Linked DNA regions of Mus musculus: region 1 is linked to region 2. Evidence: chromatin contacts called from public promoter capture Hi-C data. All regions are on one chromosome and are shown on one strand. The core of a region is the stretch at or near the end of the contact, and the rest is flanking DNA. Distances in the headings are between cores, read along the strand shown.

Region 1 (6,462 bases), core at 774-3,273, 170 kb after region 2:
ATGGTGTGTGCATCCGGCGATGCACAGTGCTTCGTGATGCTCACATCCGCTCCCATTCCTGGCTTGAGTCATGCATCGTGGGCTGGCGCTGCCGTGTGGGCCAATGGGTAAGTCTATGAGCTGGGCTGGGCAGGCACAGGAGCAGGGGAATATGTGTGCCCCATTAACAAGGCTTATCCCCCACCTCCAGGTGCGCATGGAGAATGTAACAGTGCTGGGTGAAGATGTCATAGTTAATGATGAACTGTACCTCAATGGAGCCAGCGTGCTGCCCCACAAGTCTATCGGGGAGTCAGTACCAGAACCTCGTATTATCATGTGAAGGATATGGAGGGCTGGCCAAGCATCCACTTTGCCATCAGCAGGGTAGGACTCAATGCTTCACGAGGCCCTGGACTTGGTGCCATTTGTCTAGGGAGGAGTGGATGACTCTGAAGCTGTCGGACTTCTGCCTTCTGGTGGGGACAGACATGGACAGGACCCTGCTGGGTGTAACCCACAAGCCCCCACTCCCTCAAGAAGAGCGGGCCCAGGGCTGTTTGGAATAATAATTTAATGCTCACTGTAGCCTGGACTGGAAGTCAAGCTCAGGCTCCCACCAGCGAGGCTACACACAGGCAGATGGGTGGGTGGAAGTGGTAAGAGTGAGGGTGATGGGTAAACAGGGCCCGGTCTGCGGCTGATGGCGGAGCTTCCAGGATGGCCTAGGCAGCTGAGGACATGGCGCTTGTGTTGGCTGCCTTGTCCCAGTCCTCTACAGATACAATGGTGGCTTTGCAGAAGAAGCAGTCCTTGTTGTTCATCAGGTGCTGGTTGATGCAGGCTCTACAAGAGGGGAGGGAAGGAGTGCTACCTCGTGCGTCCTAATTTGCCTCCCCAAGTCCATGGGGCCCACTTACTTGCAGGATTTGTGACCACAAGGCTGGAACACAGCAGAGATGGGGTGGGCGTAGCAGATTGGGCAGAGGTCCTCTTCATTGGTGGGCTACAGGGCAGAGTGGAGGAGTTGGGCTGGGATCCTTACCCCTGTCCTGGTGTTTACAGATTAGTAAAACGGCCTCTGTTATGCCACACTCACCAGGGAGGCGGCGGCCGCCTGGGCAGATGCAGCGGTCAGGTGAGCCAGCATCTGTTCCACCTGGGCCAGCTCCTCAGCGCTGATATAATCTGTATCTGCATCAGTAGTAGGTAGCATCAGGGCCCCTGTCGTCTGAGAACTCAGTGCCTCTTGAATACTCCCAGGCAGGGAATTTGCTATTGAGGATCCTGAAACTCTTCCCTGACCTGACCCACCCGCTGGTTCACTTACAACTCTGTAGAGAGAAGCGTTTCCGGTCAGGGGCAGGCAAGGTAGTGCCAGGTGCTAGGGGCTCTGGCTGCCCCAGGAGATAGCATATGGAACGAAGCTGGAAGCAGGGATCAGCCAGGAGCACAGAGGTGGCTTGCTCTGTCCTAGGTAGGGGAGGGTGCATAGGTCGTAGGAAGGCTTTGAGCCTGTGTGAACATTTTCTCCACGTGGGACAGATGAATATCCAGAGGCCTCGCTCATTATTATGCCTCCACTCTCCCCCCTATTACTTACCAACCCTCCCAGGTGTTTGGTCCCACATGACCTGAATACCAGTTTAAAGAGAAGGGTGCTATTGATAAAAAGGTGCTTGCTACCAGCTATGGTAACTTGGGTCTGATCCCCAGAACCTCACAAGTCGTCGTCCGACGTCTGCACGAATGCTCACATACACAGACATAAGTAAATCTAAGAGAGCAGCAAGGACTCCACCTACCCCATTACACACCAATCCTCTGAGGGCTGAAGGCATTCTCCCCTAAGTCCTTTTGCTCTTCAAGAGGGAAGTCAGGCTTCCAGCCAAGCAGACTGGGACACTGGGGCCCTCTGGTGGCCACACTGGCTTTTTAAGTGCCAAGAGATGTGGCTGCTCCGCCCCTTAACAGCAGGAGCCAATGGGAACTTAGGTCCCCGCCCCTGAGCGGTCATTTCCTAGCTAGTACTTAGAATCCAGTCAGAAAGCTCTTGGAGAAGCTAGAAGAAGGGCTGCGGGCCCCACCTCACAACCCAGACCAGAAGAGCAGGAGAAGCCGGCTGGGCAGGGGGAGCCAGCGTTGTGCCTCTCGAGCCATGGGCCATAGGGAACCACAATCCGCAAGCCTGTGCAGAAGTAGGTGAGTCTTGGAGCTGTTGACCTGCACTGAGCTGTCCCCATATCTTCCCTGGTAGTCACTGGCATGGCCTGGCTAGTGCTATCAGGTATACTACTATGCATGTTGGGTGCTGGATTGGGCACTTCAGACTTGGAGGATGTTCTGCCTCCTGCTCCCCACAACTGCCCCGATATATGCATCTGTGCTGCCGATGTGTTGAGCTGTGCGGGCCGTGGGTTACAGGACTTGCCGGTAGCACTGCCTACCACTGCTGCAGAACTCGATTTGAGCCACAACGCACTCAAACGCCTGCACCCGGGGTGGTTAGCGCCCCTCTCCCGGCTGCGTGCCTTGCACCTAGGCTATAATAAGCTGGAAGTCCTGGGCCATGGTGCGTTCACCAATGCCAGTGGCCTGAGGACACTTGACCTGTCCTCTAATATGTTAAGGATGCTCCATACCCATGACCTGGATGGCCTGGAGGAGCTGGAGAAGTTACTTCTGTTCAATAACAGCCTGATGCACTTGGACCTGGATGCCTTCCAGGGCCTGCGCATGCTTAGCCACCTCTATCTCAGCTGCAACGAGCTCTCCTCTTTCTCTTTCAACCACTTGCACGGTCTGGGGTTAACCCGCCTGCGGACTCTGGACCTCTCCTCCAACTGGCTGAAACATATCTCCATCCCTGAGTTGGCTGCACTGCCAACTTATCTCAAGAACAGGCTCTACCTGCACAACAACCCGCTGCCCTGTGACTGCAGCCTCTACCACCTGCTCCGGCGCTGGCACCAGCGGGGCCTGAGTGCCCTGCATGATTTTGAACGCGAGTACACATGCTTGGTCTTTAAGGTGTCAGAGTCCCGAGTGCGCTTTTTTGAGCACAGCCGGGTCTTCAAGAACTGCTCTGTGGCTGCAGCTCCAGGCTTAGAGCTGCCTGAAGAGCAGCTGCACGCGCAGGTGGGCCAGTCCCTGAGGCTCTTCTGCAACACCAGTGTGCCTGCCACTCGGGTGGCCTGGGTCTCCCCGAAGAATGAGCTGCTTGTGGCGCCAGCCTCTCAGGATGGTAGCATCGCTGTGTTGGCTGATGGCAGCTTAGCCATAGGCAGGGTGCAAGAGCAGCACGCAGGCGTCTTTGTGTGCCTGGCCAGTGGGCCCCGCCTGCACCACAACCAGACACTTGAGTACAATGTGAGTGTGCAAAAGGCTCGCCCCGAGCCAGAGACTTTCAACACAGGCTTTACCACCCTGCTGGGCTGTATTGTGGGCCTGGTGCTGGTGTTGCTCTACTTGTTTGCACCACCCTGTCGTGGCTGCTGTCACTGCTGTCAGCGGGCCTGCCGCAACCGTTGCTGGCCCCGGGCATCCAGTCCACTCCAGGAGCTGAGCGCACAGTCCTCCATGCTTAGCACTACGCCACCAGATGCACCCAGCCGCAAGGCCAGTGTCCACAAGCATGTGGTCTTCCTGGAGCCGGGCAAGAAGGGCCTCAATGGCCGTGTGCAGCTCGCAGTAGCTGAAGACTTCGATCTGTGCAACCCCATGGGCTTGCAACTCAAGGCTGGCTCTGAATCAGCCAGTTCCACGGGCTCAGAGGGTCTCGTGATGAGCTAGACTGCCTGAGATCTCCTGCTGCTTGCCCTGCTTGCTGCTGCAGTCTAAAGAACTGACCTGCTGGTGGGGCGTGCTGTGCCTGGTCCCACAACTGCATGTGAGCCTTGATCCTACTGTAACAGTTCTAACACTAGCTCAGGACAAGGTCTCAGACTACTAGAGCCTGCTTCCCCTAGGACCACAGAGTGACCAAATGTCCCATTAACATTACAGACTAAGCCAATCTGATAAAAGCCCTGGCATCAGAGTCTGGGGACCACCCCCAGGAGTTAATGCAGATGTCAGGGTGTGGTATAGAAGAGTCAAGCATACCACACTTCCCCTCCCTGCCCGGAGGGAACTGGCAGCTCAGAAGATCCAGCTTCCACTCTGAGATGGAAGGAGGAAATGAGCCTTCCCTGTACTGAAAGAGGACCCAGTCTGCTGCCACCCAGCCTCCTGAAAGCTTTGCAACTCCTGTGGAGTCTGGTGGGCATACACACCTACAGGACCCTCCTACAGAGTAGCCCTGCTGTCTTCAGCTACAGGCAGACCCAATCCCTAAGGCTCACAACCCAGCAGGAAAAAGCATAGATAGGTGACTAACCTGGGACTCTTGTCTTTGGAGAGCAGGAGGCCTCTCAAGAGCTGGCACTCATCTCAACCTAATGGCTAAACAGAGCCCTCAGGGCATGCGCCCTGCACACCCACTGGGGTGGGTGTGGAAGACGGTCAGTGCCTGCCCAATGATGAGCTGGCAGCACTGTGCTGTCTGACTGCTATGACATTTTGTAATAAAAGTGGTACATGATCATCGCTGGGCCTTCCCAGATGGATCCCCTTGTGTGCTCAGCTCTTGATCCAGCAGGATGGCCCTGGCCATCAGAGAATAGCACATCTTCCAAGTTTGGGGATTTAGGCCCCTGCAAGGGATGTGGCTGAAAAAGCCCTCCTACCCAGCCAAAGCAGCTGCTATTGACACCCGGTTAAGCAGTTTACACATCACCAGTTACTCTTTGCCTCAGTGTCCCAAACTAGACTCTGAAGTTCATTCTGAGACAAGGAAACAGGTACCATGAGGCTCTGCCCTACCAGCCCCTCCTCAAAATGCACACCCAGTTCCCAGGAGGCCAGCAGTCCCCAACACTCACTCTGAGGTTGGGCCGTGCACCAGGAGGCGTACCAGGATGCCAGTCACTGCCACCAGGATAGGGTAGTGGTCCACACTCTCCAGCCCTAAGGGGAGGGAAGGAAGATGAAGTGGTTCCACTTACGCAGTTGCTTCTGCGGCAGAGGCTTCAGGCCTGGCTGACACCACTGACCTTTGCCCCTGTTTTTCCTACTTAAGGCAAGCTGAGGCTGGGGGTGCACAGCAGGGCTGTGCTGGTCCTGAATGGGGACTCTAGCGTGAGCTCCTGGCAGAGAAGCTAAGGCCTGGGTGTGCTGAGGTGCGGGACATCTAGATCCTTACCAGGTAGCCGTAGGGTAACTACACGGTCAAACAGGTTCCTCTCAGCTGTCACCCGGTTCAGCACCTGGTTCAGCAGCTGTGAGGGCAGAAGCCTATTGGTGGATGGGCAGGCGCACCACCTGAGTGATCCCCAGGGTCCCCCCTCCTTGTCCTGATGGACACACCTGTGCCAGACGCCGAAGCAGCATCTCAGAGGTAGGGCGGGACCAGTCAAGGAATATTTCAGGTACCAGCGTGATGGTCATTTCCAAGACGCGCAACAAGCTGACCGACAGGTCAAAGCAGGTGGCACAGACCTTGAGCTGTCGGCTGTCCACAAAGTTCCGCTCCAGGCGTTCAGCAGCCTGTTGAATCTAAACCACCGGCAGGTAGCCAGGAAGCAGTCAGAAGCCTTGCCACTGGGGAGCCTTGGTCTCTGCCCACCCCTTCCCCAAGCTACGGAGTCCCATCACAGCCCACCTCCTGGATCATGCCGATGAACTCAGAGAAGGCCCAGTTGAGCTGGTTAAGGACACTGTTGAGGAAGCTCGGTGCCACATCAGACCCTTGTCGCAGCAGGTCCGCCATGTGCTGCTGTAGCAAGGTCGAAGGGCAGGGCTCTGGGGCAGAGGAGAGTAGAGTTACCAGGGACTCCAGACAGGACTCCTGCCTGTCCTCCTGCACCGCTGCATTAAGAATGCAGCGACGCCTGCCTAAGAACGTTCAGCTCACAAAGGCAGAGAGGAGCAGCACACTACTGCCTGGGAGGTTAGGGGCGAGTCTGTCTCCCTCTTGCTGGGCAAGTCACAGGCTGCAGGTGTTTCCAATACCATCATTCCCGTGGGCCAGAGAGCTGTGGGCCTGATCTAAAGCAAGTTCTGAGTCACATGCCTGTCGGGCAGATGTCATATAGACAAGACAACTTAGACTGTTCCCACTAGTGTCAAGGCCAGCTTCATGAAGTGCCCAGACTGCCCTGCTGTCCTCTGCTGCCCTTGGTCTGGCCTTGGCATTTGGCTTAGGTGTTGAGCGCCAAGTCTGGGCTGGAAGGGCAGCAGTAACCAGAGCTCTCGGCCGCGACTGGCCTGACATAGCTCTTCAGCCCTCTGTTGCAAATCAATAGTTCCTGCACACAGGGATGGTATCAGGCCCCATGCCCTTCCCCACTTGCACCTCAATTCCGTCCTAGAGTCCAGGTGAAGGTATTTAGCAAGGAAGAACTTGCTATGTGAATCTACACAAGAATTTTGGCCTCTCTGGGA
Region 2 (5,950 bases), core at 787-3,286:
CCAAGTGCTAGGATTAAAGGCATGCACCACCACGCCCGGCTAAGTGCTTGTTATACAAGCATGAGCAGTACCTAGGGAGATGCCAAACACAGAGGTGGGAATCTCTAACCTCAGTGTTGGGGCTACAGAGACAGGTGGATCTCTGGAGCTTGCTGGCCAAGGCAGTCTAGTCAACCAGTGAACTCCAGGCTCCATGAGACCTAAAAGTGGGACAATGTCAAGGAAGTTTTAGTTTCCTTCTGCTGCTGTGCTAGAACATTCTGACCAAAGGCAACTGAGGGGAGGAGAGGACTGATTTCAGCTCACAGGCCACAGTTGATCCTTAAGGAAACTCAGCACAGGAACTTTTGAAGCAGAAACCAGGAAGGAACCCATGTTGCTTGCTGGCTCACTCAAGCTGAGTAGCCCAGGACCACCTGCCCAGGGAATAACACTAATTGCAATGAGCTGGGCACTCCTGCATCAATTAACAACTGAAACAATTCCCCACAGACACTGTGTCAAGTTGAGAACTGAAGCTGATTAGAACAACACCCAACGTAAGATGTGCACACACACCCCTGCACATATTCCCATACATATTTGCACATACATGAACACAGAACATACATATGCACACAAAAGAAGACCTCGAACTCAGAAATCTGCCTGCCTCTGCCTCCCAAGTGCTGGGATTAAAGGGGTGAGCCATCACCGCCCTGCTCAAAAATTCTTACTTTAGACTCGTATAGTGAAATAATATGAAATGAAGTATATAGGGAAAACTTGTATAAATTATATTTGCTTCAAGGTAGGAACCTGGAAGCCAGAGCAAGCAAAGAGAGGAAATCCTGAAAGACCTATGGAGACTTGGAGAAGTTCCACTCCCCTTCTCAGTCTCCACTGCAAAGGAACGAACTCCCTCTCACATGGGACGCTTCCCTTACCCAGCATTTAAGGGTCTGGTAACCCTGTGGAAACTATCTCCAGGAAAAGGTCACAGGTTGTCATCATGTCAGTCACACATATGCCAGTATTATGGAGCCAGATTTCAAATTTGCATGGGAGAGAGGGAGGGAGGGAGAGAGAGAGAGAAAGAGAGAGAGAGAGCACACATATGCCAGTATTATGGAGCCAGATTTCAAATTCGCATGGGAGAGAGGGAGGGAGGGAGGGAGAGAGAGAGAGAGAGAGAGAGAGAGAGAGAGAGAGAGAGAGAAGAGAAGAGAGAGAAGAGAGAGATCCCCAACTTCTCCGACCTCCTTAGGGAGCCTGTCAAACTGCAAGGAAAAGTCAGAGGTTTTTGACTTTGTCCTTTATCTCAGAACTATTGGGATGACTAACCATGAAGCTTGAAAAGTAAGCAAATTGCTTCAGATAAAATATAAGTAATACTAGCCATTCCCTAATTTTGCTTCTTCAAACTATTCACCAGAAATAAGGGCTGCTGGGAAAACTTGTTTTCCTGTTTTTATTACTTTGTGTCTAGGAAATTATAAGCAGTGGTTCCTTGCCCTTAGAAATCACCCAGGAGCTTTTTCAAACAACTCCGATGCCTCGTACCTCACATTCATCCCATTAAGTAAAAATCTATAGGATAGTGTCCAGGCATTAATGTTTTTTTAAAAGCTCCCCGGGTCAGTTTATGTGAATTGTTGAGAATTGTGCTTTCTATTGCCTTAAAATAATATACTGTGACCAGACTTAAGGTCTTTTTAAGCAACAATTTTTGAGTCTTTTCAACACGTCCGCGTCTTGTACAGTCTATGTGGTTGTGCTCACTAGTGGCATTTATCCAGCTCCCTAAACTTATCATCTTTCCATGATCGGTGGGGAAATACTGACGTTCGTTCTGGTCCCTTAAAGTAAACATCTAGTGGGTGTTTGGGGGGAAGGGTAGAGGACCCGCCTCTAAGACACGGAAGAAGGCGGTGCCAGGTGAGGCAACCCGGGTCCTAGGTCAGACCCCGCCTCTGGCATCGCCAGGCTCGGGAGCCCGGAACCGCTCCCGCAGCTTTAAGGCTGCGGAGAGTTACGGACTACATTTCCCACAATGCACACAGGGGCGGGCTGGGGCTGGCCAAGAGGCTGGAACCGGGCCTCCGCCACCAGAGGCCGGTGAAAGCTGTCTTCCTGCGCCGGTGGCCGGTTAAGGGTCGGCAGGAGAGATCGGTTCCTCCGCTGTGGCCATGTCTGTATCCTCCAGGGGCGGTAGCCCCGCGAAGTTGCACTCTGAGGCCAGGCACTGCTGGACACTTATATCTCCCCAGGGGTCTGGCAGAGGGCAGTGACTGGTACCCTCGGTAGGTCCTGTGTTTCCCCAAGAAACAGGTGAGTTCGACTGCTAACCCACGTGGCCTGGGGGCGGCGAGAGGCGGGCAAGCTGTCATCTTTAGAGGGAGGGGCTTGAAAACTAGGGGGGGGGGGTGTCCCGGCCATCTACTGCCCCGATAGGGGTACTGCGGCTCTTTGGGGTCCTTTAGCCGGCTGGTCCCAGCTAGGCACTAAGAAAGATGAGGCGAGAACTCATCCTTTGGCCGGGAGAGCAATGTCCCATAGGCAGCAGACACCAACCCCCAATTCGGACATATTCGGCCCACAGAGTTCTCTTTAAAAGGAGGATGGTGGAGCGAGGCAGGCAGGTCTGAAAGGGTGAGCCAACCCTTTCTAGGTAGAGTTTGCTTGGGAACTGTGAGCAGCCTTTGTCAGGAAGGGGAGTGGCCTCTAGAGGTGACAAGGAACTAGGCTCATTGTAGATCCTGGAGGCATCCTGCTGAAGCAGCCACATCACAGTCCCAATTGAGCCCTGACTGTCAGACTTTCTGAGTCGTCCTCCCAAGTGGACCAAAGGGGTCAAGATCAAATTTGAAGCGCTGTTAGAACAGGAAAAAAGATCAAGGTTGTTTGAAGCTAGTAAGGAGGGGCTTTTGCAAGACCCTCCTCTCTCAGGAGCAATCTGAAGGAGGGAGGCGCATTGGAAGGAGGGACAGCATCAGCTTTTTGTTTGTTTGTTTGTTTTTGTTCTTGGTGATTTTGTTCATAGGCTCTGCTAGAGGCTTCTAGGAAAAGTTGCATGCCCTGGGAGCACTTAGAGGAACTGCCTAAAAAGTGTTCCTGTAGAGACCACTGGAGCTGTTCTCAGACACCTCCCTTGCATAACGGCTCAGGACCAGCTTTTCCAGGAGCACTTGCTGCAGAAATCAAAGTCTATTGGAGGTGGGAGGTGGGCTTTATCTGCTCCACTCAGCCTTCTTGCCTGAGTGTGTGGGTATCCAGAAAACGGTTCGCTTCACCAGGCCTTCTGGTTGGAACCCCAGACTGACCTTGGAGAGGATAAAAATGCTATATGATCTCACATAGAAGGAGAACTTTTGTGGAAAAAAAAAAAAAAAAAAGCACCGGCTAGCTCTAGACAGCTGGCCCTGCTCCGTTCCCTGTGCAGGTCCTATGCTGGGGACACTCAGGAACACTGGATTTATTTAACCCTCAGAAGCACAAAAAGTGTCCTGAAGGAGCATGTTGTCAGGACGGCATAGCTGGTGTAGAACTTGTTTGGAGTTTGAAGGCAGAAGTACAAAGCCACAGAGAGGGCATTGTGCAGACCTAGGAGGTAGATAAATTTGGGAGAGATAGCTAGAAGCAGCTGAGAACTGGCAACCTGGCTCTGCAACTGCAGAGAAGGTAAGAACAGCTTGCTTGATACCGGGGAGGCTGAGGCCCGTGGCTCTTTGACCTGATGTCCTGGGGCAGGGGAGAGGGGGTCAGAAGGAGGGGTCCCTCAAACTAGAGCTCATGCTTCCTGAGGTCAGAAGTATGTTTGATCAGGTCATTCCTCAGGCCCTGGCTGACTGAGAAATCTTCTAAAGGATTGATTGGCAGGACAGAGACCACTGGACCTGTGTGTAAATGCAGTCTGAGTGCTAAGAATAACCACAATGTGCTAATAGCTTCAGCTGAGTATAGGGTATGCTTACTCTGTATAGCCAGGCCACATGTATTATCTCATTTAATCTTCCCACCCCATACATCATTCCTGGCTGTTTGCAGCCATTCGGTACCATTTTATAAGTAAGAAAACGGACCAGTAAAACCAGTTCCTCCAACTGCAGAGCTGCTTTTCCTGACTACTTCCAAGGACAAGCTGTCTCCACAGGCAAGAGTTTTCTTGCCTGACCCCAGGTACACTTGAACTGGGTGTTCTTCACACACCTTTTCTTTTCTTTATCCTCCAAAGATGTGTTAAATGCCGATTTAATTCCTCCTGCACATGTCTAATGTAGCAGGCCACAGAGTGACCTTCAATCTAGGGAAAGAAAAGCCCTGGTGAGCAGATATACTGCTGATAAGGTATTCCGACAGCAGCATGAAGTGAGGGAGTGAGTCACTGTGCTAGCCTAGGAAGAGACTTAGGGTGTAGGTAGACTGAGGGCAAAGGTCAAGTGAAGAGTTCCGGCTACGCTGGGCTGATGTAGAAAGGGGGCAGGAAGAAAGGGTAGAAAATAAGCTCCGAGAAATGAAGGAGAAGGGATCAACTGAGGGGCCTGGTGTGCCGTTGGGGGAAGTGACTTTCTTGCTAAGTGAGGTAGTAGTAGTGAGCAGAGGAAGGGCCTGACCCGACCTACCTTTCAGAGGCTCACCTCGATTACAAAGGCCGACCTGCTGGGACACATTACTACTGGTTAGGAGGTTGTGACAATTATTTGCTAGGGGGATAATAGCGGCTTAGACCCACCAGGTAATCAGGGAAGAGATAAGAAATGGTCAACTATTGAACCCGGTGTGCTGGGTGGTGGTGGAGGCATTCCCCTTTGATCCCAGCACTCAGGAGGCAGAGACAAGTGACTCTCTTGAGTTTAAAGATAACTTGGTCTACATAGTGAGTGCCATGACAGCCAGAGCTACACAGAGAAACCATGTCTCAAAACAAAACAAAATAAAAAAGTAATAGTCAACTATTGGATATAGACATTTACAACTTTGATGAGTTATTCTGGGAAAGTTGGTCAAAATATCAGGAACCTCTTATTGTCTCCCTCCCACTATTATTTACTTATTTTTAAGATTTTAATTTTATTTATTTTGATTATGTGTGAATGTTGGAGGAGGAAGTGGCATATGTGTGTGCAGTGCCTGCAGTGGCCAGAAGAGGGCACTGGGTCCACTGGAGCTGGAGTTCTAGGCATCTGTGAGCTGCCTAACCAGGGTGCTAGGTATCAAAAACCCAGTCTTCTCTAAGAGTACATACTCTGATCTAAACCGCTCAGCCATCTCTCCAGCCCCTATTTGTTGTGTTTTATGAGACAGAGTCTCATATATCCCAGGTTGGCTTCAAACTCATTACATAGCTGAAGGAATTGAACTTGTGATCTTCTTGCTCCCGTCTCCTAAGCGTTGAGATCACCCACATCTGTTTGTTTATTTGTGTATGTGAATGTGTGTATATATGTGTGTCTAGGTGCCTGAGGAGGCCAAAAAAGAGCATTGGGTACCCTGTGAGCTGGAGTTACAGGTTGTTGTGAGCTCCCCCCTCCCCCAACATGGGTCCTGGGAAATGAGCTGTGATCCTCTGCCAAAGCAGCAAATAAATAAATAAAAATAAAATGAAATAAAATAAAATAAAATAAAATAAAAATTCTTAGCCACCAAAGCTATCACTCCAGGCCTATCCATGGCTCTGTCTGTGTGTGTGTGTGTGTGTGTGTGTATGTATGTATGTATACATGAACGTGTGCACATATTGAGGCCATAGGTCAACTTAAAATATAATTTTTCAGGTGTTGTCCACCTTGCTTATTTGCTTTTAAACTTTTTCTTTTTAAATTTGGGGTGGATGTGAAGGTCAGAAAATGACTCACGGGAGTTCTAGGGATCAAACTCAAGTTGTTAAGTTTGGCTACAAGCGTCTTTACCTGGTGATCTAGCTGGCTGGCCCAACATTGGTTTTGGTTTTGATTTCTTTGTTTTGCTTTAT

What was found. Capture Hi-C pulls out chosen DNA fragments and counts their contacts.
Region 1: a promoter capture Hi-C map of adipose tissue shows a contact between it and region 2. The contact joins the promoter of Amigo3 here to the promoter of Mon1a in region 2. A contact is called at or near these places in 19 of 39 promoter capture datasets (the 3T3-L1 cell line, the HPC-7 cell line, cranial neural crest and 13 more), 5 of 15 datasets of contacts at CTCF or cohesin (CD8 T cells, the NIH/3T3 cell line and embryonic stem cells), 52 of 484 Hi-C or Micro-C datasets (the AML12 cell line, B cells, CD4 T cells and 36 more), 38 of 115 datasets of contacts at active chromatin or transcription factors (the 230-238 cell line, the HPC-7 cell line, PVALB interneurons and 25 more) and 4 of 9 other capture datasets (adipose tissue, liver, macrophages and 1 more).

Annotation. Positions count from the first base shown.
Region 1 is chr9:108,051,136-108,057,597 of GRCm38.p6, forward strand. Amigo3 (adhesion molecule with Ig like domain 3) reads left to right here and starts at 2,024. Exons shown (of 1, transcript NM_177275.4): 1 at 2,024-4,566. The coding sequence starts at 2,245. The coding sequence ends at 3,771. It overlaps Gmppb (GDP-mannose pyrophosphorylase B), which reads left to right. Exons shown (of 9, transcript NM_177910.4): 8 at 1-107; 9 at 191-785. The coding sequence ends at 322. It overlaps Rnf123 (ring finger protein 123), which reads right to left. Exons shown (of 39, transcript NM_032543.2): 32 at 5,681-5,820; 33 at 5,386-5,574; 34 at 5,222-5,297; 35 at 4,902-4,986; 36 at 1,310-1,452; 37 at 1,079-1,173; 38 at 900-985; 39 at 537-825. The coding sequence ends at 705.
Region 2 is chr9:107,886,093-107,892,042 of GRCm38.p6, forward strand. It overlaps Mon1a (MON1 homolog A, secretory traffciking associated), which reads left to right and starts at 2,037. Exons shown (of 6, transcript NM_028369.3): 1 at 2,037-2,310.